Regions from separate parts of the Oncorhynchus kisutch genome. Here region 2 is linked to region 1. The links are chromatin contacts, called in public Hi-C maps. All regions are on one chromosome and are shown on one strand. The core of a region is the stretch at or near the end of the contact, and the rest is flanking DNA. Distances in the headings are between cores, read along the strand shown.

Region 1 (6,760 bases), core at 2,676-5,175:
TTTGGACTTGTGTTTTTAAGCCAGAGGATGAGTCTGAGTGGCACTGTTAGTTTTACACAATTAAGTGTTCAGTTATAAAACTGACTTTTGTTTGTTTTTCATTAAAAGCATTGATGGGTGCACTGTTGCTTCATGTGTTGTATGCTTATTGTGACTTTCACCCTGATATTGGATATTTCCCACACCGTTGCCAGACAGTAGTGCTTGTCAAGCGGGAGCAAAGAGCACTGTGTCCCGGTGATGTTGCCTTTAATGCCCATTGAGTAGTAGAATGTATGTACAGTGTATTCAGAAAGTATTCAGACCCCTCCACTTTTTCCACATTGTTACGTTACAGCCTATTCTAACATGGACCCCCCCCCCCCCTCAAACTACACGCAATACCCCACAATGACAAAGCAAAAACATGTTTAAAATTTTAGCAAATAAAAAACTGAAATATCACATTTACATAAGTATTCAGACCCTTTACTCAGTACTTTGTTGAAGCACCTTTTGGCAGGGATTACAGCCTCGAGTCTTCTTGGGTTATGAGGCAGCGATATAAGGCACTGCATCGCAGTGCTAGAGGCGTCACTACAGACCCTGGTTCTATCCTGGGCTGTATTACAACCGGCCGTGATCGGGAGTCCAATAGGGGCGGCGAACAATTGGCCCATCTGGGTTAGGGGAGGGTTTGGCCGTCATTGTGAATAAGAATTTGTTCTTAACTGACTTTTGGGAGTATTTGGGGGAGTTTCTCCCATTGTTCTCTGAAGATACGCTGAAAAGCTGTCAGGTTGGATGGGGGAGATTTTAAAAATAAAAAAAAATCTAATTAAATAAATGTAAAACTAAATAAATGTTTTAAACCACTGAACAGCTATTTTCAGGTCTCTCTAGAGATGTTCGATCGGGTTTAAGTTCGGGCTCTGGCTGGGCCAGAACTCAAGAACATTCAGAGACTTGCCCCGAATCCACTCCTGTGTTATCTTGGATGTGTGCTTTGGGTCATTGTCCTGTTGGAAGATGAACCGTCGCCCCAGTCGGAGGTCCTGAGAGCTCTGGAGCAGGTTTTCATCAAGGATTTGTCTGTACTTTGTTACATTCATCTTTCCTTCGATCCTGACTAGTCTACCTGTCCATGCCGCTGAAAAACTGCCACCACCACGCTTCACCGTAGGGATGGTGCCAGGTTTTCTCCAGACGTGACGCTTGGCATTCAGGCCAAATAGTTCAATCTTGGTTTTATCAGATCAGGGAATCTTGTTTCTCATGGTCTGAGAGTCCTTTAGGTGCCTTTTGGCAAACTCCAAGTGGGCTGTCATGTGCCTTTTACTGAAGAGTGGCTTGTATCTGGCCACTCTACCATAAAAGGCCTGATTGATGGAGTGCTGCAGAGATGGCTGTCCTTCTGGAAGGTTCTCCCATCTCCACAGAGGAACTCTGGAGCTCTGTCAGAGTGACCATCTTGGTTACCTCCCTGACCAAGGCCCTTATCCCCCGATTGCTCAGTTTGGACGGGAGTCTGGCTCTAGGAAGAGTCTTGTACGTTCCAAACCTCTTCCATTTAAGAATGGAGTTCACTGTGTTCTTGGGGACCTTCAATTATACAGACATTTTTTGGTACCCGTCACCAGGTTTGTGCCTCGATACAATCGTGTCTCGGCACTCTACTGACAATTCATTCGACCTGATGGCTTGGTTTTTGCTCTGACATGCACTGTCAACTGTGGGACCTTTTATCGACAGGTGTGTGCAATTCCAAATCATGTCCAATCAATTAAATTTACCACAGGTGGACTCCAATCAAGTTGTCGAAACATCTCAAGAATGATCAATGGAAACAGGATGCACCTGAGCTCAATTGAGTCTCATAGCAAAGGGCCTTATGTAAATAAGGTTTTTCCGTTTTATTTTTAATAAATTAGTAAACATTTCTAAAAACCTGTTTTCGCTTTGTCATTATGGGGTATAGTGTGTAGATTGATGAGGAATTATTTTAATCCATTTTAGAATAAGAACTCCTTCAAGACGGTTGGAAAAGCATTCCATGTGAAGCTGGTTGAGAGAATGCCAAGAGTGTGCAAAGCTGTCATCAAGGCAAAGGGTGGCTACTTTGAAGAATCTAAAATATATTTTGATTTGTTAAACAGTTTTTTTGGTTACTACATGATTCAATTTGTGTTATTTAATAGTTTTGATGAACACAGTGGCCTTCTACTTGAATGAGTAGGTGTGTCCAACGTTTTGATGAACACAGTGGCCTGCTACTTGAATGAGTAGGTGTGTCCAACGTTTTGATGAACACAGTGGCCTTCTACTTGAATGAGTAGGTGTGTCCAATGTTTTGATGAACACAGTGGCCTTCTACTTGAATGAGTAGGTGTGTCCAACGTTTTGATGAACACAGTGGCCTTCTACTTGAATGAGTAGGTGTGTCCAACGTTTTGATGAACACAGTGGCCTTCTACTTGAATGAGTAGGTGTGTCCAACGTTTTGATGAACACAGCGGCCTTCTACTTGAATGAGTAGGTGTGTCCAACGTTTTGATGAACACAGTGGCCTTCTACTTGAATGAGTAGGTGTGTCCAACGTTTTGATGAACACAGTGGCCTTCTACTTGAATGAGTAGGTGTGTCCAACGTTTTGACTGGTACTGTATGTATCAAGGTGATCAATATTAGTTATGGAAAAGTGGCAACAAATCTGACCAATTAGCTGATTCGCATTCCATACACCCACTACTTTCGACACACCCACTCGCCCATACTCCGGTCACCATATTGGGCTGCAGCTACCCTTACTTGGAGCAAGCAGCAGACCGCTCAACATCACAACAAGTTGGCTATTATGAACTGAAATACTTTAGGCATTGCACCCTATTCACTTTATAGTGCACACTGCCCATAGGGCTCTGGTCAAAAGTAGTGCACTATATAGGAAATAGGGTGCCATTTGGGACAGTACCCAGTTCATGCCATGGTTAATATGATAAGCATAGTCTGGCATTTTGATTTGGGGCTGGCTAAAGACATGAAAGGAAATGAATCAGCCTAAAGCGTGAATGTTGCTGCATTTGTCTCCATAGGCTTCACATACCAATATAAGACTACCGGTAAGTACACATCATAATGGCAGTGGCCAGATTGGATGAGGCAATAGGTATAGGCCAGTTGCTTTGTCAGCCTTTCAACAGTTATGTATGAATGTTATGTTTTACTCCGAGGTAAAAAAAAAAAAAAGGTCACTGGGGTCAATTTAAGCACTGACTTGTCTTGGGTTACGTTCCAAATGACACCCAGGGAATAGGGTGCCATTTGGGACGTATTCTTGCTTTGCCTCTGGTAATAGCATCCAAGATAAATAGCTACTTCTCAAAGCTTATCCACCAAACATACTGACATTGACACCTTTTAGAGCCAGATAAACAATCCAAGGCTATATCCTCATCCCAAGGACATTAACCTGCTCAGCGAGAACATAGGTATGCAGTCTCTCCAGTCCACTGTTGGGTTCACAGAGAAAATGTTTTTAGCCAAAATGTCTAGTTTGTTATGGTAAAGTAGTATTTTATATTGCAGGGGAGGCAAAGTGGTATTTTATACTGCTGGGGAGGCTAAAGGAACAATATGCAAACCTATAGAAATATGTAGCTACTGTATTACATTAAATTGGCAATAATATGAATAAAGCCATGTTATAATTCACCTATTCACCCACTGTGTTCAAGCCATCAATGATGCTGTACCTTTCAAACAAATGAAATGTAACTGAAAGGCTAATTATAATGTTGCATGGAGACTGCACATTCAACTCGTCTCACCTTGATGACAAACATCAACCCTGCTGTCTGCCTGTCTTTGTTAGTTTACTTGCCGTGGTATTTTTCCACTTGCACGGAAGACGCCCCCATGTAGCTAACTTCACCTCTAACTAGCTACGTATCGCTTGTTTCCCCTACGTAGCTCATAGCTGGAGTTCAGAAGTGATCAAGCTCTATTCCTCAGCCGACCATTGCAGCGAGCAGTCAGAAGCCAGTCGTGTCTCTCTCCGAGGCCGGATGGTAAAATCCAACCTCCAGCGGATCTTAAACAGTCATTGCTTTGCTCGCGAGAAAGAAGGAAAACCACAGTTCTGTACTACAATGGCGGATTTAAGTAGTAACGTTAATATTTGTGACATGATTGGCAAGTAAGTGAAGACGGGAGAAAATAGCGAAGTGAAGTGGGGGATGGTGCTTTTTTTTTCAGTGACGAGGAAGTAGCCACTAATATAACCTTAGATTTAATTTCTTATGACGTAAAATATTGATTTGTCCACAACTGGTTAGCTAGATAAGTAATATATGAAACATATCCTACATTTTAATTTGGAGTGAAGAATTAGAACGTTATTGTTTAAGGTTAGTCCTCTCCATTAGCTTATCCTAAGCTAGCTAGCCCTAGGCTAAAACCTAGCTACATTATCAAGGTCCTCTAGGAAGCCTAGCTATATCCATCACCACGTTTTTTTTTTAAACGGAACACCTCAACCATTTTATTTCCATTTGTTTCAATGGTTGCCAATGACGTCGTTTTGTAGTTCAGCTAGATGAGTTAACGTTAGCTGTGTAACTAGCTTGCCACCTGAAAGCATAGCATCGTCAGGTAGCTAGCTACTGTTGACTCGCAGGTCAACGAGTTAAAAGGCCCCGAAATGAAACGGTCATTAGAATGGCTTGTTTCATGGGTGAGCAACTTGAAACGGAAGAAACACGCGGAATCCACGTCCATTGTTACCTTTTCTCCAAACACAATTGATTATTAATCAAAAGGCCCAAGTGACGCAACGTCATTCCTCCATTTTTGACGTCACAAACTCTTTTACGGTTACATTGTAACGTTATACCGTTATACTATTCGTCCCTCAAAATATTGTTGAATTAATCAGCCAACCCCTATGAATAAATTAAATAATGGTGCATATCTAAGTGGGAATAATTCCTTATTACATGTAGTATATGCTATTTATACGTTTGACTTGTAGCGATCATTGGCAGTTTTTTGACGGGCAGATACGCAGTTTAGATTGGGCATGTTATTCCTCGTCGTGCACGTTTTCCCCATCGTGGTGCATTCCGAGTATTTTCGGTGAGCCGGCTCCCAAACGGCTCTTTGTTCAAAATGCTTGAAAATGGACCTAGCTAGAACCCTGGAAAAAGTACAGATATCCAACGTATAGCCCAAAAGGTAAGCTATCAGATCGTGAAATGCGCGTTCAAATTAAATGTTACCTTTCACCACCCCCCAAAAAAAGAAAAGAGAAAATTAGCGAGGACCAGATTGACACACTCTCCCCACTATTTATTGTTTAGGCGGTGAGGGTTCACCCTCTTTAGATCATTACTTTGTAATTTATCTGCAGAAAAACTTCGTTTTTTTTAAAGAACACACGGCAGTAGTTGCAGTCAAGGAGCCAAATGAATGGCTCTTTCACCGATGCGGTTCGGTTAAACGTTCACCAAAAAAGACCCGTTCAAAAAGAGTCGTTCGTTCGCGAATGACCCATCACTAGTGCCCTCCTGATGCAAGGCAGCCTCCAGATGTCCCCTTCGAAGGGCGTTAGGCAACCTGCCGTGTGCCATATAATGCTATCCATCACATCCATGGTGGATTATGTTTATTCATGATGTAGTTTTGCCTTGCAATAATACAATTTGTTTAGGTTATAGGGCAAAATATGTCACCCTGAAGCCATATCAAATTTTATTGGTCACATACACATATTTAGCAGATATTGCTGGTTTAGCGAAATGATTGTGTTCCTAGCTCCAACAGTGCAGTCGTTTCTTCACAATACACACATCTAAAAGAATGGAATAAAGAAATATATAAATAATAGATTGAGCAATGTCGGAGTGGCATGGACTAAAATACAGTAGAATAGAATACAGTATATATGAGATGAGTAAAGCAGTATGTAAACATTCAAGTTAACAAGTGATTCCAAGTCTATGTATATAGGGCAGCAGTCTCTTAAGGTGCAGGGTTGCGTAACCAGGTGGAAGCCAGCAATGATGGCTATTTAATATAAGCTATTTTTCAGTCTCTTGGTCCCAGCTTTGATGCACCTGTACCGACCTCGCCTTTCGATGAGTATCACAATTATGAAGGGAGGTGGTGAACTCACATAGCCTACATGCAGTAGTGGTGTGTGGCTCAAATCAACCCAGAGAAAACAATTAAAGCCATATTACATCCTATGTGTTGTGATAAAGCATTTCGCTACACCCACAATAACTGCTAAATATATGTATGTGACCAATACAATTTGTGACCGTGATATATAGGCCTAAGGCCGAGACAATAAGAAGACCCAGTGGTAGAGTAAATGAAACCACACACAAAACCGGAGAGCAGCCTCTGTTTGGCACAGTCCACAAAGCATATTGCATGTAACAAACAGTTACGTGACCTACATTTCCGGACTATTAAACAACTATCGATTTAGAACCACAGAGTTACCGCAAGTCGCAAAGAAAACTGGAGCTGCTTCGGCTATTCCAGCTCCATTTCAACTTCATCATCAAATCACTTATGCTTAGTACAGTGACAACAAAAAAATGCCTAAAACAATTTGGTCCAATCAACGTAAGCCAAATATGATGTGGATGTCTATGGTTCTGATTTCTGTGTATTTGTGCAAAAAGAAAAAACGCGTTGACTCACCCTACTTGTATGGAAACACCAATGCCATCCTCTGCCTTTTCATGTTGACGAAACGTCTATGACTCAGTTA
Region 2 (6,760 bases), core at 2,583-5,082, 180 kb before region 1:
ACTGTAGGTGTTATATCGCTTGAGCATAGGCATAGAGTTGGTAACACGTAGCACTGTTTAGAGAGAGGCTTTCTTTCTCCTGTGAGAACTGATCAGACAGCAGAGAAATAGAGTTGGACACACTGGAGCAGTGTGTTTCTCCACATACAGCAGCAGCGTGTGAAATTAGCTGTGATGAGCTTCCTGTAGTTGAAAAGCAGGTCATGCCTTGAGGGCTATAAAAGCAGCAGAGCGAGCAGAACCAGCCAAGCAACAAAAATTAAGGAAGGCTGCTTCCCCCCGTTTAGCATAAGTAAACAAGAGCGGTTGTGTCAACTAATACGTTCTACTGCATATCTGTAATTATTGAAGCTCGTTGAATCGTCTATCCCTTGCACACTGAGAATCCCTTGAGAATGGGTGAACTGGTTATGCTGCCAGCTAGGGATATTCATTGTGTGGGTTGTTGAGTTTTTGCCTAAAACATTTGAATTACGTCATGTAAAGTGCTGTGCTTCTCCTTTCATGAATCACAGTATTTGCCTGTTGAATATACAGCCCCAATAAAAGACAGGAGGTGTTTACCATGTTTCCATTGTGACATTTCTGTGACCCCTTTACTTTTGCATTTGGACAGGTACAGTGTGACAAATTACACCCCAAAAAGGAACGCTTGCTGGAATCCAATCTCTCGTCGCAAACCAGCAGAAAGAGTAACCCTGCAGAGGTTTAGCTTTTTTAGGTTGTGCAGGAGACACTATACACTTCACCCTGACCACCATGCCTCGAGAGACCTTGGTTACTAGCACATTTTGCATTCAGAGGGCATTTACAAGTCAAATCTGATCTCGCTGTCAGGCTGGCCTCCTTGGATAGTTATGGGTAAAGCAAAGACAACATCCTGGTGTCGTGCTGCTATGTAGTTTGTTGTGGTGAGTAGAGTTGGCCCCAGTCTGATTTTTCACATGCACTCTCTCCAAACAGGAAGGAACAGAATGTGGTGTAACCCCTGTCTCTCTGTTGTTCCGGTTTACCGGGTTCATTTACTGGGTTTCTATAGAGCTGCGGTTTGTTACTAGACCCCGTTTAGAAAACACTGATGTATGTCGCTGTGAGAGACTAGTTTTACGTCACAGAATCCTCAGAGTCCGGGAGTGACTTCTCTCTCTCTCTCGTTCAGTCCGTTTGTCTTTCTGTGTCTGTCTCTCTGGGCTAGGTCACCTCTGTGAGAACTTGATGGGGCACTTCTTTTTAGATTACAGACTGTACACACAATGAACTAATGCTGCATTTTTCCATTTTAGATGGCAGACAGACCTCCCACTTCTTGCACAACTCACTCAGTGAAGTTTGTTTGGACACAGCTTGAAATAACTGTATAAAGACAAGTGCTCATGAAAAATACTTGGTGTTTATTATAAACACCATCTACATATCAGTGGTGCTTTTCAAGTAGCTCTAAATGTACAATGTGCCAGTTATTTCTATGAAAAATGTCAAGTCTGAGTGCTTTGTGGGAATCATGACAAGATCCAGTGCTGTTTAAAAATGAAGGCCAGCCAGAACAGGATGGAAGACAGAGGGGAAAAGAACAGGCTCTTTTGGAACATTCCTTTCTGGGAGAAAATAGGATTTGGAACTTAGAATCTAATAACTTCTCTGTGGCATAAGTTCTAGAATTTATCACTGATATGGCTGTAGATTCCACTAATATGGCTTTCTGTGTTGTAGAAGCCATCATAATACAGGCAAGGCTATGCCCATATCGTGTCACACACACAAATTCTCCACACACCCAGGGGAGGGGTTATATTAGGACCACTGGTGCATGTTGGGTGACCGTGTGATATTTTGGGAGGTTGACAGCAGAGGAAAACTGCACGAGGGCAACCACCTCCATTACTCACACCCAGGAAGCCTGTGGGACATATAGACTGTACCCCAATTGACACCCTATTCCAAATTTTGCAGGGAATATGGTGCCATTTGGGATGCAGATCATAGCCTATAGGATCAGCAGCAGCTGAGGTATTGACAGGCCAGAGGGAATGAGATGCCACACAAGTCAGTGAAGCCACACTAGCTCTAACCCTGCTGTTTGTTTCAGACCTGGGTTCAAGTATTATTAGATATCATTTCAAATTCTTTATCTGGGCTTGATTGAGCTTGCCTGCCGCAATGGAACCAATAGAAAAGTCACAAAAATGCAACTATTCATCTGGCACTCCAGACAGACTAGAGTAAATGCTTGAGTAGTTTATTTTATTTTGAACTCCAGGTCTGGTTTGTTTGGGGAAAAGGTCAACATTGAAATTGTAAAACTCCACCCGTCTCTAAACTGAGCCACTATAAGAGTGGCATAAATATAACAGACTTGGCATAGCTGCTACCTATATCACAATGGATAGTGCCAGTGATAATGTGTTTGTTGTAAATGTTAAGATAACATCTCTATGACGTCAATACAGCCATGCCATTGACTAATTTACTTTCATTGACCTTTAAACTTAACATAAAAAACATTATCGTGATTCATGAAGAATAGGCTACAGTAGTTGTTTGTGTTCTCTAAATCACACGTTCTGTGTTATTATCCATTTATAGCCTACTGTAGATCATAATCTACATTTGGGTCACGTTTTTCCATCAGTGAGTCTTGAGGCAGTATTGATGCCAAAACAGAGAGGAGGCCCATTCAATTATTGATGGGTCTCTTTCGCCTCCCTTCTCAAACACAGAGTATCAAAAATCGTATATCTGCAAATCTCCAGTTACATACAGTTCAGGCTACAGTTTTAATCTTAAATAATTAGTCCACACGCCCTGATACAGCGCAATACACAATCTCACTATGTTTGTGGGAGAGGGATTGTGTGTGTGTGTGTGTGTGTGTGTGTGTGTACAATCACTGTCCACTATATGAACTTCAAAGGTGCAAAAGCGGCATGACTTGACCTTGTTAAAGTCAACTGGGCAAATAGATAAAAACAAATAGATTTAGCTAGGACTCATGCATAACTTTGTAACTTTTGTTATATGAGGGATGACAATTCTCAAATGAATCCCGCAGCAGTTATCCATTCCCTAAGATCATTATGCCACCCAGCTGTGGTTATTTCGAAAATGAAAACATAACGGTAGACTACGTCAACATTCAACGTGGCCAAAAACGTTGAATTGTGTGGAACGCGCTCTCAAGTTTCACGTTCTCACACGCTTAATCGAACGCGTACTGACACGTCTGGTGTGGCGGCAACTCGAGGCTGAAATCTGTCACCAGGGAGCAACAAGTGTAGTACTCAAGCCTCGCCTTATTGTCATGAAAATATGGAAAGTAACGAGGCAAAACAGTCAAGCGTTATAACAGTTATAGCTGGGCTACTGTGGTGAACTAGACCGGTCAATGTCAACCCGCCGTTGGAACGGTCTTTGCTTACCTGGCTGTTCTCGCAGTGCCATCACTGAGACAACGTAATGCGCCGTGTCAAAATATGGAAACATAGACAGACCAGCCAGTCCATGGGACACTTCGTCCAAATTCAGAACCCCAAACAAATCCATATTTCTGTTACTCTGGAATCCCTCGAGTTGAGTGCTCTCTACTTCTAATCTTCGAGGTGTTTAAATAAGTGGCAGTCGTCCAACTCCGAGCATCTGTAGCAGTCTGTCTTGTCTTCAGAGTTCTTCAGAGTTCAGATCGAAACAGCTGGTTCTGACGAGCGCAAAACTGGCAACACCTGATTAGCGGTCAGCAACGGCTCCCTATGGACAAGGGACAGCCAATGCAAGGCCATTGACATCAGGATGCGGAATTCCGGCTTCGTCGGTCCGTCAACGGTGTGGCGGTTTGAGCGAGCGGGGCTCTCTGATTGGCAAGAAGTGGAAGGATGAGCCAATCAGAGGTGCGTGTGTGGCTCGCGGAGTGACGCTATAGGACAGGTTCTCGCAATGCACTTCTGCACGCGCGTGGACGCACACACAAGCATACAGTTGCAACTATTTACGTATTTGTAATGACATGAGCAGCAGGTACAGTTATGCACAGGTTATTATCGATGCAACTGTTTACATTGTGCATAGGTAGCGTGTAACAACTGTGTAGCTGAACTTTGCATCAGTCATTACAGTATGAAAGCCTACCTGTCAAAAAGAAAAACGGGATGCATGTTTTATGTGTAGGTTTATTTATGATCGAGCAGTTCATGAACATGAACAAGAACTGTAGTTTAAGTTGGGGGCTCAACCATAGACTTAGATAGACATCGCATCTTTGTATCTGTCCCATTATGGCGCCTGTGAGAGCACGGCAGCGCCATGGAGCCCACCTCCATTTTCAATAAATGTTCTTCTTCTATATCTATAAATTGGCAAACAAACTGAAAGGGTACACACTGCCACTTGGAGCATGTTGCTTGAACTGGTATAAGTCCAAGATTGGCGATTTGCTGCCACCTGCAGTTATGGAACGTTTGCTTAGAGGTATAATTCATTGGCTGACATAGCCTGCAGGAAGATGTTTGGGGGTGGGGGTTCTACGATTACAGATGGCTATATCGGGCCTTTATACAGGACTAGTAAAGGACCAGTGAAGGACTTTTAAAAAACAACTTTTTTATTTTAATTATGATTTTTCATGGGATGCTGCAGCACCCTCAGCACCCCTACTTCCCACGGCTATGTTGGCTGATAATCTCTCCTGGTGACCTGGATGGAATTATGTGATCCTTCCTTAACCCATAGGAGGTCCCACCCAGTTGACTACTTCAAAATGGGGAAAGTCCTCAATGGCGCTGCCCAGGGCCAGCGTTATGGGGCCTGGCCCGCCCTGCTCTACCTCCATGCTCGTCCAAATAAAATATTGAAATATTCATTGTTTATTTGACCGAGACAAGTGCCCACAGAAAGGCACATCTCAATCTCAGATAAAGCATCTGAGCAAGCAAAACAGCGCCCCTCTGTCTCAGTATGTGTAGACCATGAATCTGATGCTGTCTGGACAAAAATAGTATGGCATGTCATATCATGTCATGAACTCAAGCTTACGGACAATGTCAAATGTGATATAGCGAAGCACCTGAGTGAGTTAGGTGAGCAATTACACAGGTACTTTCCCAAACCGGATGACACAAACAACTTGATTTGTTATCCCTTTCATGCCCTGCCTCCAGTCCACTTACTGATATCTGAACAAGAGAGCCTCATCAAAATTGCAACAAGTGGTTCTGTGAAAATTGTATTTAATCAGAAGCCACTGTATCCTGGCTTGGCAAATTGCGATTTTAAGACTCTGACGACCTTTGCAACCACGTACCTATGTGAGAGTGGATTCTCGGCCCTCACTAGCATGCAAACTAAATACAGGCACAGGTTGTGTGTGGAAAATGATTTAAGACTGAGACTCTCTCCAATACAACCCAACATTGCAGAGTTATGTGCATCCTTTCAAGCACACCCTTCTCATTAACCTGTGGTGAGTTATTCACACCCTTCTCATTAACCTGTGGTGAGTTATTCACACCCTTCTCATTAACCTGTGGTGAGTTATTCACACCCTTCTCATTAACCTGTGGTGAGTTATTCACACCCTTCTCATTAACCTGTGGTGAGTTATTCACACCCTTCTCATTAACCTGTGGTGAGTTATTCACACCCTTCTCATTAACCTGTGGTGAGTTATTCACACCCTTCTCATTAACCTGTGGTGAGTTATTCACACCCTTCTCATTAACCTGTGGTGAGTTATTCACACCCTTCTCATTAACCTGTGGTGAGTTATTCACACCCTTCTCATTAACCTGTGGTGAGTTATTCACACCCTTCTCATTAACCTGTGGTGAGTTATTCACACCCTTCTCATTAACCTGTGGTGAGTTATTCACACCCTTCTCATTAACCTGTGGTGAGTTATTCACACCCTTCTCATTAACCTGTGGTGAGTTATTCACACCCTTCTCATTAACCTGCGATAAGTTAATCACAATTTTCGATTAACAAATAAGGTTTTATATGTAAGATGGTTAAATAAAGAGCAAAATGATTGATTATTATTATATTATTATTTGTGCCCTTTTTTTAAGAGCTATTTTTCACTTCCCACGAGCCGGGTTGTGACAGAAACTCACTCTCATTCTTATGTTTAATATATGTATAGTATAGTATGTGTGGTAGGCTTACAGTGAAGGCAAAAAAACAACATTTGAGCTGGAGGTTGAATGTTGGAAGGGGTACGGGGCTATAAAAAGTTTGGGAACCACTGGGCTAGATGATACAATGTTGTGTGACAGATTTGGGTTGGACCCAGTTGATTGATTTGATACACTAGCTAGGTTTCCATCCAATTGGCAACAGATTTTCATGCGAATATTCTAGAATCTGCATAAAGAAAATATGTCCCTTTTCCCACCAAGTGGTATGTTTCCACCACAGGCGCAACTTTGGTTTTAGAAGTGGGTGGGACATAATTTTTATTTTTTTATCCTGTCGGATAAACACTCCAAACAGCCTATCCGACCGCTCGGAGGCGTCCGCAAGGTTCCTGACGCACACCTTTGCCTTGTTTTGTATCACATTCCAATGATAAAACAGGGGGGGACAAGAATGCAATTTCAGAATCCCCAGTGAAGGTTGTGCCCCTGGTTCGGATAAAAATCAGTGCGTGATGACATTTTGCAAATACTGTAAAATTTACATTTTCGCTTAGGTTTTCATGTAGCAAATAAAAACCTAAAGTTCAATGTGTTTCCATATTCAACTCTACCATAGTTTTGTCACAAAAACTGTT

The links. A called contact is a pair of places that touch in the nucleus more often than the background predicts.
Region 2: a contact with region 1 is called in a Hi-C map of muscle, with 7 times the contacts expected there. The contact joins the promoter of LOC109877844 here to the promoter of LOC109877826 in region 1. A contact is called at or near these places in 2 of 2 Hi-C or Micro-C datasets (liver and muscle).

What each region holds. Positions count from the first base shown.
Region 1 is chrLG23:5,542,046-5,548,805 of Okis_V2, reverse strand. LOC109877826 (ornithine decarboxylase antizyme 2-like) reads left to right here and starts at 3,925. Exons shown (of 6, transcript XM_020470045.2): 1 at 3,925-4,174. The coding sequence starts at 4,044.
Region 2 is chrLG23:5,717,990-5,724,749 of Okis_V2, reverse strand. LOC109877844 (transmembrane protein 38B) reads right to left here and starts at 3,832. Exons shown (of 6, transcript XM_020470072.2): 1 at 3,417-3,832. The coding sequence starts at 3,540.